Linked DNA regions of Mus musculus: regions 2 and 3 are each linked to region 1. Evidence: chromatin contacts called from public Hi-C and HiChIP or PLAC-seq data. All regions are on one chromosome and are shown on one strand. The core of a region is the stretch at or near the end of the contact, and the rest is flanking DNA. Distances in the headings are between cores, read along the strand shown. Region 1 holds the start of Pepd (peptidase D). Region 2 overlaps Pepd (peptidase D). Region 3 overlaps Chst8 (carbohydrate sulfotransferase 8).

What was found. A called contact is a pair of places that touch in the nucleus more often than the background predicts. HiChIP or PLAC-seq counts read pairs in DNA pulled down with a chosen protein or histone mark.
Region 2: a contact with region 1 is called in a Hi-C map of muscle stem cells, with 3 times the contacts expected there. The contact joins the enhancer-like site here to the promoter of Pepd in region 1. A contact is called at or near these places in 5 of 39 promoter capture datasets (the 3T3-L1 cell line, hematopoietic stem and progenitor cells, hippocampal neurons and 1 more), 15 of 484 Hi-C or Micro-C datasets (the C2C12 cell line, the G1E-ER4 cell line, embryonic stem cells and 6 more) and 2 of 9 other capture datasets (liver and pancreatic islet).
Region 3: a contact with region 1 is called in an H3K27ac HiChIP or PLAC-seq map of embryonic stem cells, with 6 read pairs. The contact joins the enhancer-like site here to the promoter of Pepd in region 1. A contact is called at or near these places in 6 of 39 promoter capture datasets (3T3-L1-derived adipocytes, cranial neural crest, embryonic stem cells and 3 more), 1 of 484 Hi-C or Micro-C datasets (cerebral cortex), 4 of 115 datasets of contacts at active chromatin or transcription factors (craniofacial prominence, embryonic basal ganglia, embryonic stem cells and 1 more) and 1 of 9 other capture datasets (adipose tissue).

Annotation. Positions count from the first base shown.
Region 1 is chr7:34,910,984-34,913,683 of GRCm38.p6, reverse strand. Pepd (peptidase D) reads right to left here and starts at 1,277. Exons shown (of 15, transcript NM_008820.2): 1 at 1,230-1,277. The coding sequence starts at 1,246.
Region 2 is chr7:34,999,591-35,002,290 of GRCm38.p6, reverse strand. The region is part of intron 9 of Pepd (peptidase D); the gene reads right to left. Among named protein-coding and RNA genes, the nearest start is that of Gm35534, 11 kb to the right of the region's middle. Within about 2 kb of position 1,255, at least 1 of the 459 cell types and tissues checked has an H3K27ac peak or open chromatin away from gene starts, as enhancers often do. A contact at or near this core is called in muscle stem cells, where this site is marked.
Region 3 is chr7:34,797,442-34,800,141 of GRCm38.p6, reverse strand. The region is part of intron 1 of Chst8 (carbohydrate sulfotransferase 8); the gene reads left to right. Among named protein-coding and RNA genes, the nearest start is that of Gm38987, 14 kb to the left of the region's middle. Within about 2 kb of position 1,286, at least 23 of the 459 cell types and tissues checked have an H3K27ac peak or open chromatin away from gene starts, as enhancers often do. A contact at or near this core is called in craniofacial prominence and embryonic stem cells, where this site is marked.

The DNA.
Region 1 (2,700 bases), core at 28-2,527:
TCTTCCGCTGAAACCACAGCTCATGCTATCGGGGGTGGGGGTTGGGGGGGGGGAACTCTTTAAGAAGCCAAGTGGTAAATGAGGAAAATACCTAAAAAAAAAAAAAAAAGCCAAGTAGTAGTGACACACCCCTTTAATCCCAGCACTTGGGAGGCAGAGGCAGGTGGATCTCCAAATTCGAGGCCAGCCTGATCTACAGAGTGACTTCCAGGACAGCCAGGGCTACACAGAGGAACCCTGTCTTCAAACAAAGCAAAGCAAAACATAACAGATCTCAAGCAGGGTGTAGTGCCATCGTGCCTGGATTGTCAGCACTCTGAAGGGCAAAGCAGGAAGAATCTGAGTCCCAAGGCCAGCATGCGCTACATAGTGAGACCCTGTCTAAAATTCTTAAAAAGCAGATTCCAGATGACAATCCTTCTTGCTCCCCCAGGACAAAGTCTGGAGAAGTCACTAGCACCAAACCTACTAGTTCAGGGATGTACCCTACTCTCTCAGTCTTTATCTCTTAACCTTTGATCAGCTGTCCTTCCGTGACACTGAATAGAGCCCATCTGTCCAAACTTCCTCCCAGCCGAACCACTGACCCTTTAATCATACAGAATTATGGCAAGTCTAAGCGGAGCAATACACTGGGCTACTGAGGCCTGCATGGAGCCTGCATCGGAGCTAGTGAGGAGACAACTGACATACAGAAAGTCAGGCAGTATAGAATTGATCAGATAATTAAGGGAAGGTGTCTCAGAGGAGCTGACGTTTGGGCCAGGAAAGAATCAGGAAAGTGCTGGCCTGATTAACGGATATTCCACGGCCACTCCAAATACTACTCACACTTTCCCTCACTTTTGAGGAAGCGCCTGGGAACCTGGCGCCCAGACCAGGCTGGCCACCTCATCGGAGGGGCGTGGCAGTGAACAGATTTGTGAAGCTCCCACTTCGGCCACTTACGGTGAGGCTGCCACACTCGGGACTCCAGGGAAGCCACCCTCCCCCGCCCCACGAGGGCCAGTGGGCAGCCGCAAGCATGCAGGGGCTCTGCAGGTACCACTCGCCCAGCCCGGCTCTCGGTTCCGGTGCCCCAGAGAAGAAGCGCGCAGCCCGCAGCCCGCGGCCACAGAGCAACTCCAGTCAGAGCTCGGAGGCTGTCACCCACTGTTCAGCTAGGAATACCGAGGCAGGCCACCTCTACGCGGGCCGCAGGCAGGGCAAGGGACAAGCTCAGCACTCACCGCACAGTGGACGCCATGTTCACTCGGCGCTAGCGTCACGTGGAGTGCAGCGTCAGCTGAACCAGCTAGGGTTCCTCTGAGGAGGACGGGGCGGGGCCAGGGCGGGATTTTTAATGGGCGTGGTGGCTTCAGTCCCTCCCACTCCAGCTCCGGACTTCACACCCTTAAGTGGAGGAGTCCTGCAGCTGATTAAGCATCTCAGATTCCCACAAGAAACTAGAAGGAACTTGAGCAGCAACCCAGAAGGCTTTCCCTCTTGGGAAGAAGTGTCCTGAGACAGGAGATCAATTGATTCTAGGTTAGCCCCTGACCTTGTGTGTATGTTGCCGCCCACCCGCGAGAAGAACATACAAGAATAAAGAAACCATGGGGATCCACTTCTGTATCATTGGGAATAGAGGCCCCTTGGTCTTGCAAACTTTATATGCCCCAGTACAGGAGAACGCCAGGGCCAAGAAGTGGGAGTGGGTTGGTAGGGGAGCGGGGGGGGGGGGCGCATAGAGGACTCTTGGGATAGCATTTGAAATGTAAATGAAGAAAATATCTAATAAAAATTTTTTAATTTTAAAAAATAAATAAATAAATATTTATTCATATGGTAAAGAAAAAAGAAAAAAGAAACCATGGGGAGGAGGGCCAAAGATGATGGAGAGCTGGGACAACTGGAGTAATAGAAGCCTCCAGCATTCAGGAAAGGGAGTCTGGGGAGAAAGTCTCTGGCTGAGAGATAAGCAAGGCCTTCAGGGTCTTGTATATAAGTTGGAGAGTTAAATCTAATAGGCTCTAGTCCAAACCTCCTCAAGTGCAAGATGGAGGAGCTGAAGAAAGAGAAGCAGGGGCAGGGGCAGAGCAGGGGAGGGGAGGATGAGGTGGGGAATAGCAGAGCTGAGCCCTGGTGATAGAGGAGAGTCCTACAGAGAAATGAGCATCAGAAGGCAGGCACTGCCCTCCTTACTCTCAGCACTTAAAGACACTGGTTCAAGTGCTTTGCAGATGTTAGCACCACTGCTCACAGTGGTCTCACAAAAGCCCCATGAGGAAGGCAGGTGCTGTCTTAGCACCATCTTACAGAGGAGGAGACTAAGGTCCAGAAGGGTAAGCAACATGCCTGACCTCACACAGACTCTTGAGAACTTGGACACACACACACACACAGAGTGCATTAGCTCCATCTTCAGCTAAAGAGTCTCGACTCCCTAATAAGGGACGCCTTTTTAAAAATAGCAGAGGAGGAGCAGGTTTGTAGTAGGAAAGCCTGCCCCCAGCTAATCACAGCCCCACTTCTTTTGACATAAAATATGTCAAAATTAAACCAACTGCCAGCTTAATGCTTATTAATGTGTAAAAGAAGTAATTATCCTAAATATTTACAGAAGAGAGGCAGAGAACACCCAGCCATTGAACGGAGCACTCTTTCTGTAGTGTTAACCGGGAAGCACTACCCACGGCTCCTGCCCACCCAGGCCCATCT
Region 2 (2,700 bases), core at 6-2,505, 89 kb before region 1:
ACACATCAAATAAATACATCTACGAACTTAAAATTAAAAAAAGACCAGCCTAGGCTATACAGCAAGACCTTGTCTTAAACAACAAAAGTGAATCCATGTGCTATAGTGTGTGAGGTTGTATTTGAATACAGTTTCATATATAAATAACAAATAAATTTAAATCTTTAAATAAAACTGTCAGGACTGGAAAACACACACACATGTTGTATTTCGGTAGTGCAAACAGTAACAGTGCAAATGTGATTAAGCAGAGGTGTGAATTACACAGGAGAGAATCTGTCTAAAAGCTGACACGTAAAATTTCTCGACATCACACTGTGAAACATATTTTCAAAATATAGGCAAAACATGAGGCACCCACCCTGCTACAGAGTGTTCTTACAGATCAGTATGTCTACTCCACAGTCCCCTAAGCAAACAGGGCAAAGAGCAGACAAGATGGGGAGAAAACCGCTACGGGGCGAAGATGAACTTCCTCAGCAGTTCAGGGAACATCCACTAAGATGGCAGGAGACACCTCTCATTAGTCGGGGGGAGAAGAATCAGCAGAGAGAGCATCCTAAGTCCTGAGGTCCCGTGGGCACATGGCCACACCTAGAATGGCCAGCACCGTGGTGGGCACGCACGGTGTCCTCTGCAGAAGGCTCACTTGGCTCCTCCTGATTTTGTGTCTTACTAGGCAGAGTAGGGGCTGCTCACCCCTCACTGGATTAGCTAAAAATCCCAGGAAGTGCCCAGCAGCTGCCCACCAAACACTGCCACCAGCTGCCACTGTGAGTTGGGCAGCTTTCCTAAAAGGCAGTTGGTTCTTTGTGCTTTGAAATAGTCCCAGAAATTTCACTGTAGGAATCCACTCCAAAACAACAATCAGTTAGACTCCCTCATGAAATAGTGGAAGCTGAAGACGTTAGCAAGTACCCAGCTGTCAGTGAAGGACTGGGCAGGTGGGTTACACGGGTTCCTGTAGAGCGCCCAGGTCTGTAAAGAAGGAAGGACATGTCCGCCCACTGTGATCCTCGGCACATCTGTCTGTTCATCTGGGACCCAGAGAGACCCTGGGTGGGTAAGCTTTTCCCGAAATCTAGTTTGCAGTGTTCTGTGCTGAAAGGCAGGCAGAGGTTCTACCTTCCTATCAGAGCAAAGCTATTTTCACTGCTGAACACTTTCTGAGAATGATGGACACTGGCCAGCAGTGAGTGCCTTTCCAAAGCGACAACTCACACACTTCTCAAGTGTGACCCTGAACCAGGATGACTTTTCGAGGCTGCCACAAGGGGTCGCTCATGCACACCATCAGCCTATACCTGTAGGCTGATATGAGGACCATCTGCTTTCTAGACTACCTTTACGGACAAATTAAAAATTATGCAACTCAGGCCTACATCTGGCCTGACTCGAAATCAAGAAACCTGGGGATGCTGAAGGCCCCTGGAGGCTAGGACTGGGGTCCCAGCTCATCAATCATCACAGGAGTCACACAGGGACTTTCTCCAGAGGGGACTCTTCAGAATGCATATCCTCAATGCCTCTTTCATGGTTTCTATTTTGACCATGTTTTGTCTCCTGGGCAGGGAACTTTCCCAAGAGGGACAGCATCTTCAAAGACTCTCCTAGCCTCTTATCATACTTGGTAGCAGTTCTGCCCAAAGACAGGCACCCTGTCTCTAGGGATGGCACTGCTCTTCGTTCGGCTTTCTGGTGGGTACATTTGAAGTGGCCACCAGCCAGGGAGTCACAGAAGCCTGTTGAAGGCAGAGGCCAAGAAGAAACCTTACCAGGGCAGCGTGTGCTCTTAGAATACAGCGCACCCAATCTCCTAAACACTGTGTTAAAAAGTACAGAAACAAACTATAGGCAAGGTTCTGGTGTGTGATTCAGGGAACTCACCATATGAACATCTATCTGCTCAGTTCTGCTCCAAAAGCCTTTCTCTAAAATTGGGTCTCTCAAAAACCTTCTGCGCAGAGAAGTGGTATCCACGCTCTCCATCCGCACAATGAGCAGGAAGATAGAAACAACCTCATTGGCTTCCTCTGGCCCCTCCATCCTGGGCACAGTGCATTCTGTCTGTCGGGGGCTGGGGAGGGGCACCCATGTAAGCCAACACAACCTCCCACCCACAAAGAGCCTGAGGCAGGGCACCAGGCTAACCTGCAGCTTTAAAACAGCCAAGGGGCCTCTGATGCTGTCACTGGGCAAATCCCAGCTATCCATCTGCTTGGCCCAGGAGCGATAGGAAGCTTTTCCACCCAGGAGGACCAGGCCACTCTGTGGACTCCAGCTTGCTACCAAGACGGATTCAACCGGCCTAGGCAAATCACCTCAATTGTACAGAGTATCGCATGGTCAAATCCTCTGGGACAGAAAACTGAGATTCAGCAAACAACCTGAATCTGGAAGGATTTCCAGTCACAGCCTCTAAATCCCCCAATTAAATGCATGGTTGCATGGCAAAGGTTGCAAAGTCCAGGATCCTGGGCTCTCAGGCACTGGCCAGGATATGACTGACCTAAGTCTTGCCTATAGACTCTTTTTGTCTTGTCTTGTCTGGTTTTTTTGAGACAGCCTCAATTGTTTCAGCTATAGCAGCTTGTAGGTGTGCTGGCTTAAAATTACAGGCTTTCCTTCCCATACTACCTGTGACTTGGGGCATCCTTTCAGGAAATTATTTCTACCCTACCAGATCTGAGATAAGTCAGT
Region 3 (2,700 bases), core at 37-2,536, 110 kb after region 1:
GTCTCCTGGGCACAACCACTCCTAGCCACACAGCCGCTCAGGCAGGGTTGTGGGAGCTCAGGACAGTCTCCCGGGGAGGGCTGAAAGGTGTCCCTCTTAGACAGCTCCATGGCTCCAAAGGTTCCCTGAAAGAAATCAGAGGTTATCAGGTATGTTGGAACAAGCCTGCAATCCTAGCATTTGAGATGCTGAGGCAGGAGGATTGCTAGTCTGATGCCAGCCTGGAAGAGAAAAAACAGGACGGGGAGGGAGAGGGGTTAGGAGAGGAGGGGGATGAAGGAAGGGGGGAAGGAAGGAAGGAAGGAAGGAAGGAAGGAAGGAAGGAGGGAGGGAGGGGGAGGGAGAGAGAGAAAGAGTGAGGAAGAGAGAGAGGAGAGCTCAGAGGCTACGCGGGAATGAAGTCTTTGGCCTCAGGGTTATACATTTTTGCTTTCATCCCTGGGATGGATTCTCTCTCTCTCTCTCTCTCTCTCTCTCTCTCTCTCTCTGACTGTCTGAGCCACACCCACTAAGGCCCTCCTCTGGTTTGCTCTGAACACCAGAAAGTGTTTAACAATAAAACTCCTCTCCTTTGATCCCAGACTCCAGAGACAGAGGCAGGTGGATCTTTGTGAGTTTTTGGCCAGCCGGGTTTATATAGCAAGTTCCAGGCAAGTTAAGGATATGTTGAGAGACCTTATCTTAAAAACAAACAAACAAACAAACAAACAAACAAACAACTGACCAGCAAAAGCAAACCTATCTTTTACCAATGAAAACCCCTCCCAATACTTCCCACTGAGCCGGTTGCACACTTACTCTGCTTTCTCCCCTTTCTGGATCGTCTGGCCCCACCCCAGTGCTAATTGCCTGGGCTTAAAAGGAGCAGATTGCAGGAGGAGGGTGGGGGAGCTTATAGACCTCCATCAGCAGAAAGCCCCCTGGGCTTCTGGCAGGGGAAATCTGATCTTGGGCAAATGTCAAGGAGTCTTTTTGAAATCTGTGTTATGATATCAGCTTACTGAAGGCATAGGACTTCATCTGGATTTCATAAATATTGTATGGGCCACCCTTATCTCCACGTTGGCCAGCCTGAGAACACTACAGCAACCGGCCTTTTCTAGACACACACACACACACACACACACACACACACCCCTCCCCATTGCCTTCACCATCAATTGCAGAGTTGTCATGTAAAGCCAATTGGTGATATTTCAATCACAATGTCCCTGTAACAAATTTCATTCAAATTCCCGGGAAGAGAGTTAAGGCTTCGTCTTGCTGCGGGGAGAATGGCAGGCTAAATGTAGCTTCCTGGGGCCCTGGCAGCCATCCAGCGCTTTGTAATTTATACTTCTCCTTCCTGGCTCTCCAAGTGACCTTGGAACCTCAGTGCTGCTAGATTTCTTAGGTTCACCCGGGGTGCTCTCCACCCCCCCCCCAGGCAAGCTCTTCCAGACCCACCCATCCTGTGGGAGTTTGGAGGAGGCACCCCAAAAGCACATGGCTGGTGATGGGAAGATTGCTTGTTGCTGCTGACCTTTTTCTGCTAAAATTGATGTCAGCTGTGAAAGCACCAAACACACTGCTGGAAGGTGGCTTGCAGGTGACAGGAGTCTCTCTCCAAGCCCCACAGCCAGCAGGTAAACCTGGAAGGACGAGGTGGGGGAGGGGTGGCGTGCAGTTACACTCATCTGCAGCTATTTTGGTTGAAGAATAAACGAAGTGACACCCCCCCCCCCGCCCCAAACTGCTGCCAGTACAGGATCTAGCATGGGGGTGGCGTGTAAGAAAGATTAATGTACAGTTAAAACCTGTGTATGGGCAAGATTACAGGGCGACGCTATCGAATGCAAACACTGCAGCCGTCTAATTAAGGGGAGTTACAGGCTTCCTAGGATGTGTTTGCTGAAGGGAGTACTGGGGGAGGGGGCCTGTCTGTGGCGCGTATTGGTGCAGACTTGCCCCTGGCATATCGTGGGAGGCCACGTGGAGGGGTATGTAAGAGTCAGGAATTAGCCTGCCCGTCTCTGGTCTCCAAGCATCTAGCTCTTTCTCCAAACCACTCTGATCTCTGTCCCCCTCCTCACCTTTGCCTCCAAGACAGTGAGAACCCTTGACTATCTTTTTTTTTTTTTAACTGTTTTTAATTTCTCCTGCTTTGTCAGCTTTTTAAGAGATATGTTACATTATGTGGAAATTGGATGCTAACAAGATTTGTATGAATAAATTAGACTCTTAACTTTTTATGTTATTACAAAATTGAAATGGACTCTAATGACAGTCAGAATTAATGTTCTGTTTCAAATAAATGCTGGGGGTGTGACTGCATCTTCATTGTGGTCCTCCGGAGCCCTGCCTACATGGCTTTGCCTGAGAAGCCACCTCTGCCTTTCTCCTGGGAGATGGGGAGTGGGGGGGGTGGGGGTGGAGGGAGAAGATCTTGCTGTTACCTATGGAGTTCCCTGCCCATCCAAGGGTTGGGAACATGCGTTCTGTTTATATCTTTAGGTCCAGGTTTCCTAGGGGCTACTGGGAATTTCTGCTACTGGGGCTCCTAGTGGGATCTGTAGAGAGAGTTGCCCTGGGCCTTGAGTCATACCCTCACCTGTATGCAGGGGCCGGCTTTGTAGGCAGACACACCTTCCAGCCACCAATTGTAAGGTCTTGAGTAGGCTCACACTTCAGTCCAGAGCCCTCTCCTCAAGGCCCTCAACC